2 separate regions of the Canis lupus genome follow, and region 2 is linked to region 1. A link is a contact called in public Hi-C data. All regions are on one chromosome and are shown on one strand. Each heading gives the region's core, a stretch centred on a gene start, on an enhancer-like site or on the middle of the called end of the contact. The rest is flanking DNA. Distances are from core to core; before and after follow the strand shown. Region 1 holds the start of PDE12 (2',5'-phosphodiesterase 12). Region 2 holds the start of APPL1 (DCC-interacting protein 13-alpha).

Evidence for each region. A called contact is a pair of places that touch in the nucleus more often than the background predicts.
Region 2: a Hi-C map of blood shows a contact between it and region 1, with 2.0 times the contacts expected there. The contact joins the promoter of APPL1 here to the promoter of PDE12 in region 1.

The regions. Positions count from the first base shown.
Region 1 is chr20:33,144,936-33,151,511 of UU_Cfam_GSD_1.0, forward strand. PDE12 (2',5'-phosphodiesterase 12) reads right to left here and starts at 3,443. Exons shown (of 3, transcript XM_038566104.1): 1 at 2,008-3,443; 2 at 601-679; 3 at 1-48. The coding sequence starts at 3,336.
Region 2 is chr20:33,413,902-33,420,477 of UU_Cfam_GSD_1.0, forward strand. It overlaps APPL1 (DCC-interacting protein 13-alpha), which reads right to left and starts at 4,166. Exons shown (of 23, transcript XM_038566106.1): 1 at 3,986-4,166. The coding sequence starts at 4,039. It overlaps LOC111091307 (a long non-coding RNA gene), which reads left to right and starts at 3,269. Exons shown (of 3, transcript XR_005374876.1): 1 at 3,269-3,448; 2 at 3,617-3,699; 3 at 6,106-6,576.

The DNA.
Region 1 (6,576 bases), core at 2,193-4,692:
GAATGTGAGCCAAGGCTACTGCCATTTGAATGAGACGAATGTACCCACCTGTGAATACAGAAAACACTAATGTTAAGAACTTTTAAATGACCAGTTACCATGATATATAGCATATCTATAAGTCGCTAAAAGAGTAGATATTAAGTTATAACAAGGGGGATGGCTGGGTGGCTCAGTGGTTCAGCGGCTGCCTTCGCCTCAGGGCTTGATCCTGGAGTGCCAGGATCGAGTCCCATACTGGGCTTCCTGCATGGAGCCTGCTTCTCCCTCTGCCTGTGTCTCTGCCTCTCTGTCTCACATGAATAAATAAAATCTTTTAAGAAAAAAAAGTTATCACAAGGAAAAAGTTATTTTTTTTGGCTCTATGAGGTGATGGATATTTAACTAAACTTATGGCAATCATTTTGCAATATATGTAAATCATTATGCTGTACCTATATTTAAACCTATAGGATGCAGTTATGACAATTGTCACCCAATGAGGTACAATTAATTATACCTCAAAAAAAAAAAAACTGAAAAAAGATGTGAGTAAACAACCTTATTGACCTTAAGTTACCCATGTTTTTTACGTCACTTGTGAAAACCACTAAAACCTACCTTTTGGATGCCAGTAGAGATGGGTATTAGCAACACATAGCCTTTTAGAAGAGTCCTTTGTAGACTGAAGAACAGAAACCTAAAATAAGCAAAGTGCCAAGAATTCAGTTGTTAACTGTCAATCTCCTGAATATTTTTAAAAAATCTAAGCCTATATGATGAACCAACATTTCATAACCTACCCTGACTGGAAAGTATGATCACAATTATGAAATTTAACTTTTGCAAGAAGTTTTAGGATGCACATGAATATAGGATTCAGCATACCATGTTTAAATAACTGTCCAATATATACAGCTTTGGAGCTAGACCCACCTAGATGGAATACCTATTTACAGCAGTGTCACATGGAGAGAGACTTTCTTCCTTAAGTCAGCTTGGTCACTGGTTAAAGGCACTATCATCCACCTCAAGGGGGACTGTTGTATTGATTCAACTGAAATGAGCTTACACAGGTGAATGAAACACACTGGGTGCTCAAAAAAAAAAAAAGAAAAAAAAGAAAGTAGCTACTCAAATCTTACTATGAACAAAACCAGTTATCTGAAAACTCTGGACAAATATAAAAATAACATGTTTTTAAAACCTAAGGCAGCTTATGTATTGCCTGGGTGGTTCAGTTAAGTGTCTGCCCTTGGCTCAGGTCATGCTCCTGGGGTCCTGAGATCCAGCCCACCACCCTCTGACTCCACTCAGCAAGGAGCCTGCTTCTCCCTTTCCCTCTGCTGCTCCCCTTGCTTGTTTGTGCTCTGTCAAACAAGGAAAATCTTTAATAAAAACCAAGGAGGCCGGGTGGGTCAGTGGTTTAGCACCGCCTTCAGCCCAGGGCGTGATCCTGGAGGCCCGGGATGGGCACCCACATCCAGCTCCCTGCATGGAGCCTGCTTCTCTTCTGCCTGTGTCTCTGCCCCTCTGTGTCTCTCATGGATAAATAAATAAAAATCTAAAAAAACACAAAACAAATGGAAAGATCTCATTAAAACAAAACAAAAATAAACAAACAAAAACCCAAGGCAGCTTAACACCCTGGTCAGTGATGATAAAATATATAATTAACTGGGTAAAAATCCTTGCCCTCCACTTGTGTGGATAAGTAAACTTAGCCATCTGCTTTAAAATATGTCAGCACAGTGCTTGGCAAGTAGTAAGAAATTACTAGTTATTACTATATTCTTGTATTCAGCATGTGTCTCTCCCAATAGACTAAACACCATGAAGGTCTCTTGTTAAAAGCAATCTGCAGAGTGCCTGGAACACTAAAAGTGCTCAGTATTTGCTCAAAGAATGAATGAAAGCTAACTTTTGTGCTGAAGACACAAGAGCAAACACCCTTCAGTAAAATTTGAAGGGTCTTTCAGGGCCCTAAAAACCCACCGGTCTGTAAAGACCATGGCAGAGGTACTTCACCTGGAGGACAGACGATCTCTGGAGCACTCTCTCCTGCGCAGATGGGTACACCACTAGCTTCTCCAGCAGTTCTTTGTGAAGTGGGTCGGACTCCAGGGCTTCATGGAAAGAAATGTCATGCTGGCTGAGAAGACTGAATTTGGTTTTTCGGTAGAAAGTAGCCAGGCCTTCGTGCTGCTTGATTCTAAACACGCCTTCCAGTCCGAAGGCCTCGAGGGCCGGCACCAAGCTGTCCGTAAACACGTTGCGATCAACCTCTTGCAAACAGATGAGGTCAGCGTTGTAGCCGGTGAGCTCCTTCTGGATAAGGTTCTGACGGTAGTCGAGCTCCAGAGCATAAGGGGCACAGTACGGGTACAGGACGCTCCTCGAAAACTCAGTCTGGGCGTACGTGTCGGCCAGGAGGTTGTACGAGACCGTGCGGATTAGAGAGTTGTCCGTCACCTTCTTGGTGTAGAGATGCCGGTGGTCAAAGGTGCAGGTGCCAGGCCCAGCCTCCACGGGACACACGCTTTCCAACTCCCTGCTTGGCCCCAAGCGCTGCCCATTGCCTGGGGTGCAATGAAGCTTGAGTCGTAGACCGATGTCCGCATTGGACGGCGTGTAGACGCGCTCGTTGACACCCGTCTCCGTCCAACTAGGAGAGGGTGAAGAGGGAGACAATGACGAGGGGCCCCCGCCCTCAGCCTCTGCCGCTCCGGGTTTGGCTTCCTTGTACCAGCGGAAGAGGGAGCTGGCGGGGTCCCCAAATTCGAGGCTGAGCTTGGGGCATACCGGGAAGCCGGCCATGATGTAGCGTGGCAACTGCAGCTCGGTGAAGGCCGGCGGGTTGCGCTCCACCTTGTACTTGACATCGCCGATCTGCAGCACCGCACCGTCCTGCCAGGCGTCCACGTTGAGCACATCCTCCGCCACTGCCTCCTCCCGGTAGTACAGCTTCACCACCGGCTCGCAGGCCGCGGCCGGCTCGGGCCCGGGCCCCGGCCCCGGCCCCGCACAGGCCACGCCGCCACTTGCATTTGGCCGGTTCTTCCGGCTCTTCTTGGCGGCAGCCGCCTTGGCGTGGCCTTTGAGGGCGTTGGTTGCGATGCGGCTGAGGGCCCGACCCAGAGGCTCGCTCTGGTCGCGCTGCATGTTCTTGTGGCTGCCGTCGGCCAGCGCGAACGACAGGCTTAGCTTAGGCTCCGAGGGCACGCAACGCACTACAGCGCGCTCCATGGCGCCCGCCGCCGTCTCCGTCGCCGCCGCCGCCGCCTCGGCCCGAGTGTGCCGCTCCACCGCCGTGCGGACCCCACGAAGCGCGGCGCGGGAGCCTGGGAGCCTCCACATGAACCTGGTAGCCTGGCGGCCGCCAAGCGTCACATAAAGACTGAGAAGGTGCAGCCTCCGGCTCGGAGATCCATTCAGTCCTGCAACTTCCGGTTGGGGCGGGGAGAGTGCCGGATGCTCCTGCTCTGCACTTTCGCCAGGCCGGTTTATCTACTCCTTTTTCCTCCCCCCTCCGTAAGCCACGCCTGTCTTTAATCCCTCCCAGTTTAATCTTTATCTTAGAATCCAGCCATAAAGCGTGGAAAATCAAGAAACTATAGAGGTGCCAGAGGGAAATATTAGATTTACTGTTTTTTTTTTTTTTTTTTTAATCGAAAGTGCAGTTATGGGACTGAAGGAGAGGCGCGCCAAGCCGGAAGTCGCTGGGGCGTTGTCAAGGGTTCCGCTTCCCGCGGGAAGGAGGCTCCTTCTGTGGAGTCCAGCCGCCTGCCTCGTCCTCGAGCCCCCGGACGCTAAGCTGCGCGAGGGCGTGGAGAGCTCCTCCGGGATTGCCCGCCTGGCCGCGGCCGTGGGAAGCGTTGCCCAGCTCCTCTCCACAGCGGTCTCACTGCTGCTCGTCTCTTCCGAGGTGTGGGTGCGTTCGCCTCAGGCTGACCCAAGCGCAGACCCAGGGAGGCCCTCTTTGTGGTACTTCGTAACCACGAGCGTTATCCAAGAACGACCCTGTAGGGAGCGGAGACGTCTTGTGTGGTTACAAGGTGATTAAGTTCCCTGCTCAAGGTCACCCAGACGAGGCCGGAGACTGAGAACGGCCAGTAAGAGGAAATGAGAAGTGTAGCTTCACTGGGCAGCAAATGAAGAAAGTATTTCAAGAGTGATTTTTGTGTTGCATAGAATGAATAATCGGTGATTAACTGAAAAAACAAAACAAAACAACAACAAAAAAACAATACAACCTTGAAGATTCAAAGACAAATTGAGAAATCACTTCTGCCCGTAAATGATCTATTTGTATCCACTGTTACCTTATCCTACAACTAGAATGCTTTTCTGGCATTCTAGCATGAATGATTTTATATTTATTCATGAGGGACGCAGAGAGAGAGAGAGGCAGAGACACAGGCAGATGGAGAAGCAGGCTCCACGCAGGGAGCCCAACGTGGGACTCGATCCTGGGACTCCAGGGTCACGCCCTGGGCTGAAGGGAGACGCTAAACCGCTGAGCCACCCAGGGATCCCTGAAAACAGGCATTTTGAACTGTGTTCTAAAAGAATGAATTTTGCAATTACTTGAAATTTGTATTTCTGTCCTCCACTCCTCCCACCTACCAAATATTTAATACAGCGACTGGGTACTGATAGTGTATATGCAGTTCGAGGCTACAATATTAGATATAAAAGTCATTGCTTTGTATCAACTGACTAACCTAGGAAGAAAGAAAATAAGTCTTGGTAGTCCAGTTGATAGTACTTCATTTAGCAAATAGGAGTTTTGAAATGGCATTTTTTCTTATCCACAGCATTTTCCTTCATGCAGCCTTGCAGAACTCAAAATTTTTTTTTTTTTTTAGAACTCAATCTTAACTCAGCCTATATAAAGATAGAAGTCCTACCAGAAAAATGTGAGTTTCCTTCAATCAAACCGATCTCATTTAACAATTAGTCTTTTTTTTTTTTTTAAGATTTTATTTATTTATTCATAGACATAGAGAAAGAGAGGCAGAGACACAGGGAGAGGGAGAAGCAGGCTCCATGCACCAGGAGCCCGACGTGGGATTCGATCCCGGGTCTCCAGGATCACGCCCTGGGCCCAAGGCAGGCGCCAAACTGCTGCGCCACCCAGGGATCCCAGCAGTCTTCATCATAGTTTTGAGACAGTGCCTATACGTGTCATACTTCTCTTAGTTTATCATATTATATATATATAAAATATTATTTTATGAAAGAGTAAAACATACCCATGTTTTACTTCTGTAGCTTACTTCTGCTTCTATGCAAACACAAACACTTATTTTTTTTTTAAGATTTTATTTATTTATTCATGAGAGACACAGCGAGAGAGAGGCAGAGACACAGGCAGAGAGAGAAGCAGGCTCCATGCAGGGAGCCCAATGTGGGACTCGATCCTACCTTTTCAGGATCACATCCTGGGCCGAAGGCAGGCACTCAACTGATGAGCCACCCAGGTGTCCCACTTATGAACATATACCTTCCTCCTATTTGTTTACACAAACAGGAATATAGTATTCCCATGGTTCAGTACTTTCCTCTTTTTGAAAGAGGATTTCAACTACCTCTGTTTTGATCTCAAACTTCCTAATTTCTTCCTTCCAGTTTATCTCTTTACACAGGCCAAAGACCCTGCAGGCGTATCTTGTGGTAGGAGCCAAAACTACTCCCTCAAGCAGTAAGAATTGCTCTGAGCCAGCAAGTCCCCACCTCTAGACCATGATCCTTCTGGCCTTTACTGCCCACCTGCATGTATCCCTGACCTTTGTTCCACATTTACCTGGTGTAAACCTAGAGGTATTGTCAGTACTTCAGAGACCATCTTTGAAGCCACTGGTATTGGCCTTAGTGAAATAAATTCCTTTCTTGTTTGACCACCACTCATCTGTCTGCCTTTGGAGTTTGTCTGGGATGGGTGGTCAAACCTGGTCTGTTTGGAACCCTCAGAGCCGTGTGCTCTTGCACTCTTGTGCCGCAGCTAAATTTTCACTATCTTGTTAATTCTTTCAAGAGAAAGTGAATGAAAGTCACAATTTCCCACAGAAAATGTGATTAGAACTTTAACAGATTTGAAAATAATACATGTCAAAAAAAATACATAATAAGTCATGTGTTTGAAGTTCTATTTTTATGAGGCTAAATTATAATTGTATACATTATACAATTAAAATTTGAGGTCAGAAGACTGAACCAATACTATGCTTCCCCTGATACCAAAGCTAATAAAAATCATTTTATTCTGCCATTCTCAGTCCATATCAAGAAACACAAGCTAACTTTAATCAAAAGCTTAAGGTTGGTGGAGTTTTCTTTTTACTTATACGTATATCTGCAAACAGCATGTGAAGACTAGTTTCTTATGATTACCTTCACCTTGATTAATAACATTGGTAGATAACAGTATAGATTATTAATGTACCTTTATCTTTTTTACTTAAGGTCAACATGGTACTATAGTTTTGAGTGATAGTGCTCAGAAATTTTGAGTAGTACCGGGTGATACTACTTCGTGGTAATCTGCTACTTCCTTATAAATTCAAAATTTGATCATTTTCATTTGCTTTCTATTTA
Region 2 (6,576 bases), core at 2,916-5,415, 270 kb after region 1:
TTTTTTAAAGATTTATTTGAGGGCAGCCCCAGTGGCGTAGCTAAGGTTTAGCGCCGCCTGTAGCCCAGGGTGTGATCCTGGAGACCCCGGATCGAGTCCCCCATCAGGGTCCCTGCATGGAGCCTGCTCCTCTCTCTGCCTGTGTGTCTGCCTCTCTCTATGAATAAATAAATAAAATCTTTAAAAAATATATGTATATTTATGAGTGGGAGGAGGGGCAGAGGGAGAGAATCTTTAAGCAGTCTCTCCACTTGAGTGTGGAGCCTGACTCAGAGTTTGATCCTACAACCCAGGAGATCACAACCTGAGCTGAAACTGAGTCAGATGCTTAACCAACTGAGCCACCCAGGCACTCCCTGCACCATTTTTAAATACTTCTAAAACAAAACAATGCCAGCAATTAAGATATGATTTAGGTCTTGCAATTTTTACTTTATATTTGTGGAAATGGGCCTTTAGACAGAATTTTATATACAACTCATATGAACACAAACAGCATAAATTTAATATACTCCTAACATTTCTTCAGAGGTCAATTCCTGTGAGTCACTTTTTGACAGAAGAATCATCAATATCCTTGTTTTCTCATCCAGTATTGTTCTGTGCCATGGGGGGTGACAAATGTTTCTTATAAGTGCTCCACTTTAGTCCCCAATATTTTCTTCCAAACCACCGATACCCACTCAACAAATGGTGATGGTGGTACTTGCTTCATTCCAGCAGGCGTCAAAGGAGTATTTTCAGACAACAAACAGGACTCAAGGTAATTCAAGTGGTTGTTAAACTGAGTTGGTCGAATGCTGAAAGGCTGCACTTGACCAGTCATACCACTAGGACAAACAACCATGAGCACACATTTGCAACCCAATCAAATAAAATATTATCAACTGTAAGGGGCACATATCTCACTATCAGACATGCTAAAATGTGGAAAAAAAGAAAACGTATGTTTCATAATCTGAGAACATTCCATATTACATCAAAGAAGGAAGTCCTCAGTTGGAACTAGTTTCATCTTCATAGTTCTAGCATTGTTCAATTACTGATATTTATCTACACATAAAATCAATTATTTTTAAAAGATCGTATCTGTTCTTAACTAGAAAGTTTCATTTTGCTCCAGATCTCCAAAACAATACTTAAGTATGAACAAGACATCTAGCGTAGCCTTAAAGATTTTCTGTTTCAATAAATAACATAAGCTTTTACAGAATGGGAGATAATTCTAAAGATGTTTATGTCCAATCAACTGGATTTGAACTTGCAAACTGCCATCTATTTTAATACCTAGTTACTATAAATCAAAACTAAAAATGGATAACCGCAACTTAGGATAGTCTTTCATGACCCCAGGCTCTACCTTTTTTTTCTCAGCACTGGCAGACCACTTCTGGTTAGGATCTAATGATCTAAATAAAAACTTCTCTATACCAGGAACTTTAAAAGTTTTCATACGCTTTGCTACTCAACTTCCTGGACTCTATCCTAAATAAATATTCCAAATGAGGACAAAAATTTATGCCCCAAAGCATTAACCTCAGTCCTATATGTAAAAACAAAACTTATGAAAAACTTTAAGTCCAACAGTAGGACAGCTGTTAAGTCACATGAAAAAACATGCAGCCTTTAAATTTTTTTATTCAGAATTTAATACGTGAACATGCTTAACACTACATTGTTAAGTTAAAGCAGATTAAAAATTGTTATGCACAATATAACTTCAATTACATTAAAATATATAAAAGCAAATGAGGAAACACAGTTAACAGGGTTTGCTGCTGGGTGCAGGACAGGTAACTGTTTCCTGTACCTTCCAATTTTTCTTTCTTTCATGACTATGTCTTTTATAATCAGGTACAAAAATAAAAACATTCACTATAACAGCTAAGATTTTGAGAAGTTGAGTGACTTGCCCTAAAGTGAAGTCACAGTGAAGACTAAAACCCTTATATCCTGAATCCCAGAATCTAGGGCTTTCCATCGTACCATAAGTTTTCCCTAAGTATTACTTCCAGGCATCTTCCCTTTTTTTTTTTTTTTTTAATTTAAAATATTTTATTTATTTATTCATGAGAGACACACAGAGAGAGACAGAGGGATAAGTAGGCTCCATGCAATAAGCCAGATGCAGGACTCAAATCCCGGCACTCCGGGATCTGCCCTGAGCCAAAGGCAGACACTCAACCACTGAACCACCCACCTGTCCCACGTCTTCCCTTTCTAAATCCCATTTATCCTAATTTTCCAAAGTACCTAGTTCAAGTTATCACTTAAAGAAACTGAAAGAGTATCAAGGCAGCTATTTCATTAAAAAATTACTATAAAACTGATACTAATATGGCACATACTTAATTTAAAAAAAAAAGAATGCTCAATTTGTAAACTGTGTGAAAAGTTCGAGAAATTAGATGAGTCACATTTTATCCTCCTCACAAGTCGTGGCAAGGGCACCCATTGTGGCCTGCGTGTAAGATTTATGGGCTATAAAAACCAGGCCAGGTAAGAAAAGGTACAGCAACCTGTTGAGCCTTACATAATAAAAGATGACAAAGTGCACCTGACCAACTCGTACCACAAAACCTTTACAAAACATCTGAAACAAATACATCTCCTAACTTTATACTTCAGATATCAATAAGAATTTGAACTAGCAAAAAAAAAAAAAAAAAAAAAAAAGAATTTGAACTAGCTATTCTGGCAGTCAAGATAAACCAAGATGCGGGTTTCTCTCTGTGTCAGTTTAGGCTGATAAGAGTACATTACCAGCAAACAACTGGCCTGTGAAGATAACTTTCGGCATGGGGAAAAAAAAAAAATCAATTCCACAATCAGAGCCCGACTTCCACTTGGCAATTAAAATTGGCACAAAGTCACAGCAGACGTGTCACACAGGCCAGGGGGACCTAGCCCCTACTTCCTCATCTTTTGGGGCCATATTAAACCGTCAAGACACGCGTGAAATGTATGCAATGGTAGTTCTGAATGCGCACCATTTCAGAGGTGGCCAACCAGCAACACGGTCCTAAATCGCTTAAATCACTTGTGTAGGAGACAGGCTTTGAGGATGAGGTCTCCCGATGCAAGTTACAGCGCCCTACCAACATGTAATTTTAAATGTAATTCATCTCGTTCTTCAATATCGAACACGTTAACAAATTGCTAGGTTTCCCTGGACCGTCTCGGGGCTCCAGCAACCGCATTAGCATTACCCCTCCCACCCGCTCCCGAGCACAAAACACGGGGCTTTTATTTTGATGAGTTTATTAAGGGCCAAGTCTGCACCGTTCCGCGCAGCAGTTGGTCGTGCCGCCGCGAAGGCGCCGTCCGTCCGTCACCGGCCGTGCACAGCTCGAGTGACAGCGGCCACAGCCGCGGCCACGACGCGGGACACAGTCCGCGGGGAGGCTCCGAGGCACAGGACGGGCTTCGCCGAGGACTCTCCAGGCGGGTAAATCAGCAGCGTTCCTGCAACTCCGGAGGGAACACTATCCATTTCCTTCCCCAAGGGCTTGCTCAGGGGTCGTGGGATAAGTCTACGGGGGGTGAGGGGGTGAGGGGGTGAGGGGGTGCTGTTTTATTTTTTTATTTTTTTCCTCCTTCTGCATTTCCTCCGAAGAGATCCCAGGATTGGAATTTACGACCTTAGATGACGGCGATGAAAACGCACCTTTCGTCAAATACGAGGGAGCCCCCGCGAACGTACGTGACCGCCGGGCCCACGAGCGCGGGCGGCGGAGCTTCGGCCGCCGCCCGCCGACGTCCCAGACCTCGCGGGTGGCTCTCTCGGCCCAGCGGCGCAGGCCCACGCGGGCCTCGGGCTGGCGGCCGGGCCGCGGCGACCCGGGGCGCGGCCCGCGACGGGCGGGGGCACTGGACGGCGGCGCCCACCTGGGCCGGGGCGGGCACCTGCGGCCGCCGCGGCGCCAGGCCTGGGGTCGGCCCGCCCTGCTCTTTCCCTCGCCTCCCGCCGCCGCCCGCGCCTCACCTGCGGGCTGTCCTCCAGCGTCTCCTCGATGGGCAGCTTGTCGATTCCCGGCATCGTGGCGGAGGGAGGGCGGCGGCAGGAGGAGACACGGCAGCCGCCCACAGCTCGCCGCGCCCGCCCGCCTGCAGCAGCTGACCCCGACCCGCCCTCTCTCGCAGGCGCGGCCGCCGTCGCCGCCCGCGCCGCTCTCGCCAGGCGCCGAGCGGCCGCGCGGGAAATCCCGCCCCCTCGGCCGCCCTGCCCCGCCTCCCGGCGCGCCCATTGGCTCGCAGCGACGCCCGTCAGCGCGGCGGGGCTAGCCCGGAGGTTCCTTCGCGGCTCTGGGTGCTGTGGTGAGCGGCGGCCTCGCGGGTGGCGCTGACTGCTCGCTGCGACCGTCCGCCCTGCGCGCGCCTGTTGATGCAAATTGTGGGGGACCGTCTCTCGCCTTTCAGCGAACCAGAGCCTCGTCTGAGGACCACCACCCCGGGGAGTTTGGGGTGTCTTTACTCCTCCTGCAACATTTCATCAGAGACCACGGAAGAGGCCCTACTGCCGGGGGCCTTTCTTGCTCCAGTTACAACCTTCGCAACCCTGCCCGCAGCGTCCAGTCTGCTCCCCACCCCCACCCTCCCGGCGACAGGGTGCTGGCCCGCTCAGCCGGCTGTGGGATCCCAAGCTGGGTCACTAGCAGGCTTCCCAGTAAATGTATGGACGGTAGACCCGCAGTTATTTTTCTGGGCACTTGGATATCAGTATATTCAGTTAAAAACATGAGACTTTATTATCGATTCATCGATTCTTACCTGGCCTGGAAGGGCTACGGTGCCTCAATTCAGACTTCAGTAGTTGTTATAAATCACAAACAAAAACATCTTTTTTTTAAATTATTTTTTAAATCGATTTTTTTTAAATTTTATTCATCCATTCATGAAAGACACACACAGAGAGAGAGAGAGAGACAGATTGGCAGAGACACAGGCAGAGGGAGAAGCAGGCCCCATCCTGGGTCTCCAGGATCACGCCCTGGGCCGAAGGCAGGCGCTAAAGCGCTGAGCCACCCGGGCTGCCCAGAAAACATCTTTTAAAGTTTAGCACACACTGGTTAATTATGTGGGTAGCTGACAGGCATATCTGTTAGATCAAAAAGTTGTGGAAGAAGTTTTCAATAGCTTCTTCAGCCTCTAATTTTACAGTAAAGAAGAGTGAAGCTCTGATTCCAACACCTGGTCTGGGTTAGAATTCCTGGTTCTTTGTCCTTCTTCCCCAACCTCACAACTGCCTCATGCATTTCTCTGTAGAGTCACAAGAAGTTTTCATCAGTATGCAAAGAAAATGGCAAAATCATAAGTGTCTTGTAAAATTCTAGCCGTTAGGAACACCTGGCTGGCTCTGTTCCTAAAGCATGCAATTCCCAATATCAGGGCTGTGGGTTTGAGTCCCACATTGGGTGTAGAGATTTAAAAAAAAAAAAAAAAAGTCCAAAATCTTCAAAATAAATAAAACTCTAGCCATTAATCCAATCAATCCATTCCATAAGAAATGCTGAGTAAAAGGACGCCTGGGTGGCTCAGCGGTTGAGCGTCTGCCTTCAGCTGAGGACGTGATCCCAGAGTTCCCGATCAAGTCCCACATCAGGCTCCTGCGTGGAGGCTGCTTCTCCTCCCTCTGCCTGGGTCTCTGTGTCTCTCATGAATAAATAAAGTCTTTAAAAAGAAAAGAAAGAAAGAAATGCTGAGTAAAGATTATTAGTTGTCTGGTTCCACAGACACACTGGAATAGATCCAGATATAGCAGAACAAACCCAAATATGGGAACAGGAACGGAAGTTATGGATTTTAAACTGAAATGCTAGATTTTTCCCATGATCTCTTAAAAGATAAAATCTAGTTTTAAAAGTTTTACCAAGTAGATTGCAGCATTGTTTCACAGAATTATCCTTCGTGTCATAAGCTTTAAATAAGGGTTTTCCCCTTATATTGTTTATCAACTACTCACCCTCAGGAAGAGATTTTTAGTTTTTGAAAGGTGGTTTGGAATCAGTTCTTAGTGTTACTGGTTCTCAACTGCTTTAAAGTTCTCAGCATTGTACAGATTCCAACTCTTTCCTTTGATATTTGTTTTCTATCCTGTCAGCACAGTGGCATGCAACCTGGCTCTAAAGAAGAAAGGTTTTTCAAGGCAAGTGACCTTCTTGGTTGAACTGTGATTGAGCTTATAAATGAAGAAGGTTGTAGCAATTGATAAGAATCAAGAGTAAGTAACAAGTAAAAACAAGTGTAAGAAAGAAGAATAATTATATGTTGTAACTGAGGGGTTTAGCCAGTTAACTTGGCCAAACCAAACAATTCAATGAAAAATTCTGTTAGGTATCTGAATTATCTGGGTAGTGTATTATCATCAGGTTAAGTGGTTTCCCTTATTTGTATTGATGCGCATCTTGACTGTATTTTTGTAAAGGATTCTCAAGCAGCCATCAGGGAGTGGCAAGGAATTCTTGCCAGGTTTAGGCAATTAAAAATGAAACAGACTTGGAGGAACCTTAAAAAAATGAAACAAATAAAAACAAGTTGATATTCAATTAGACGGAGAGGCAGCTTAGTCAAATAATA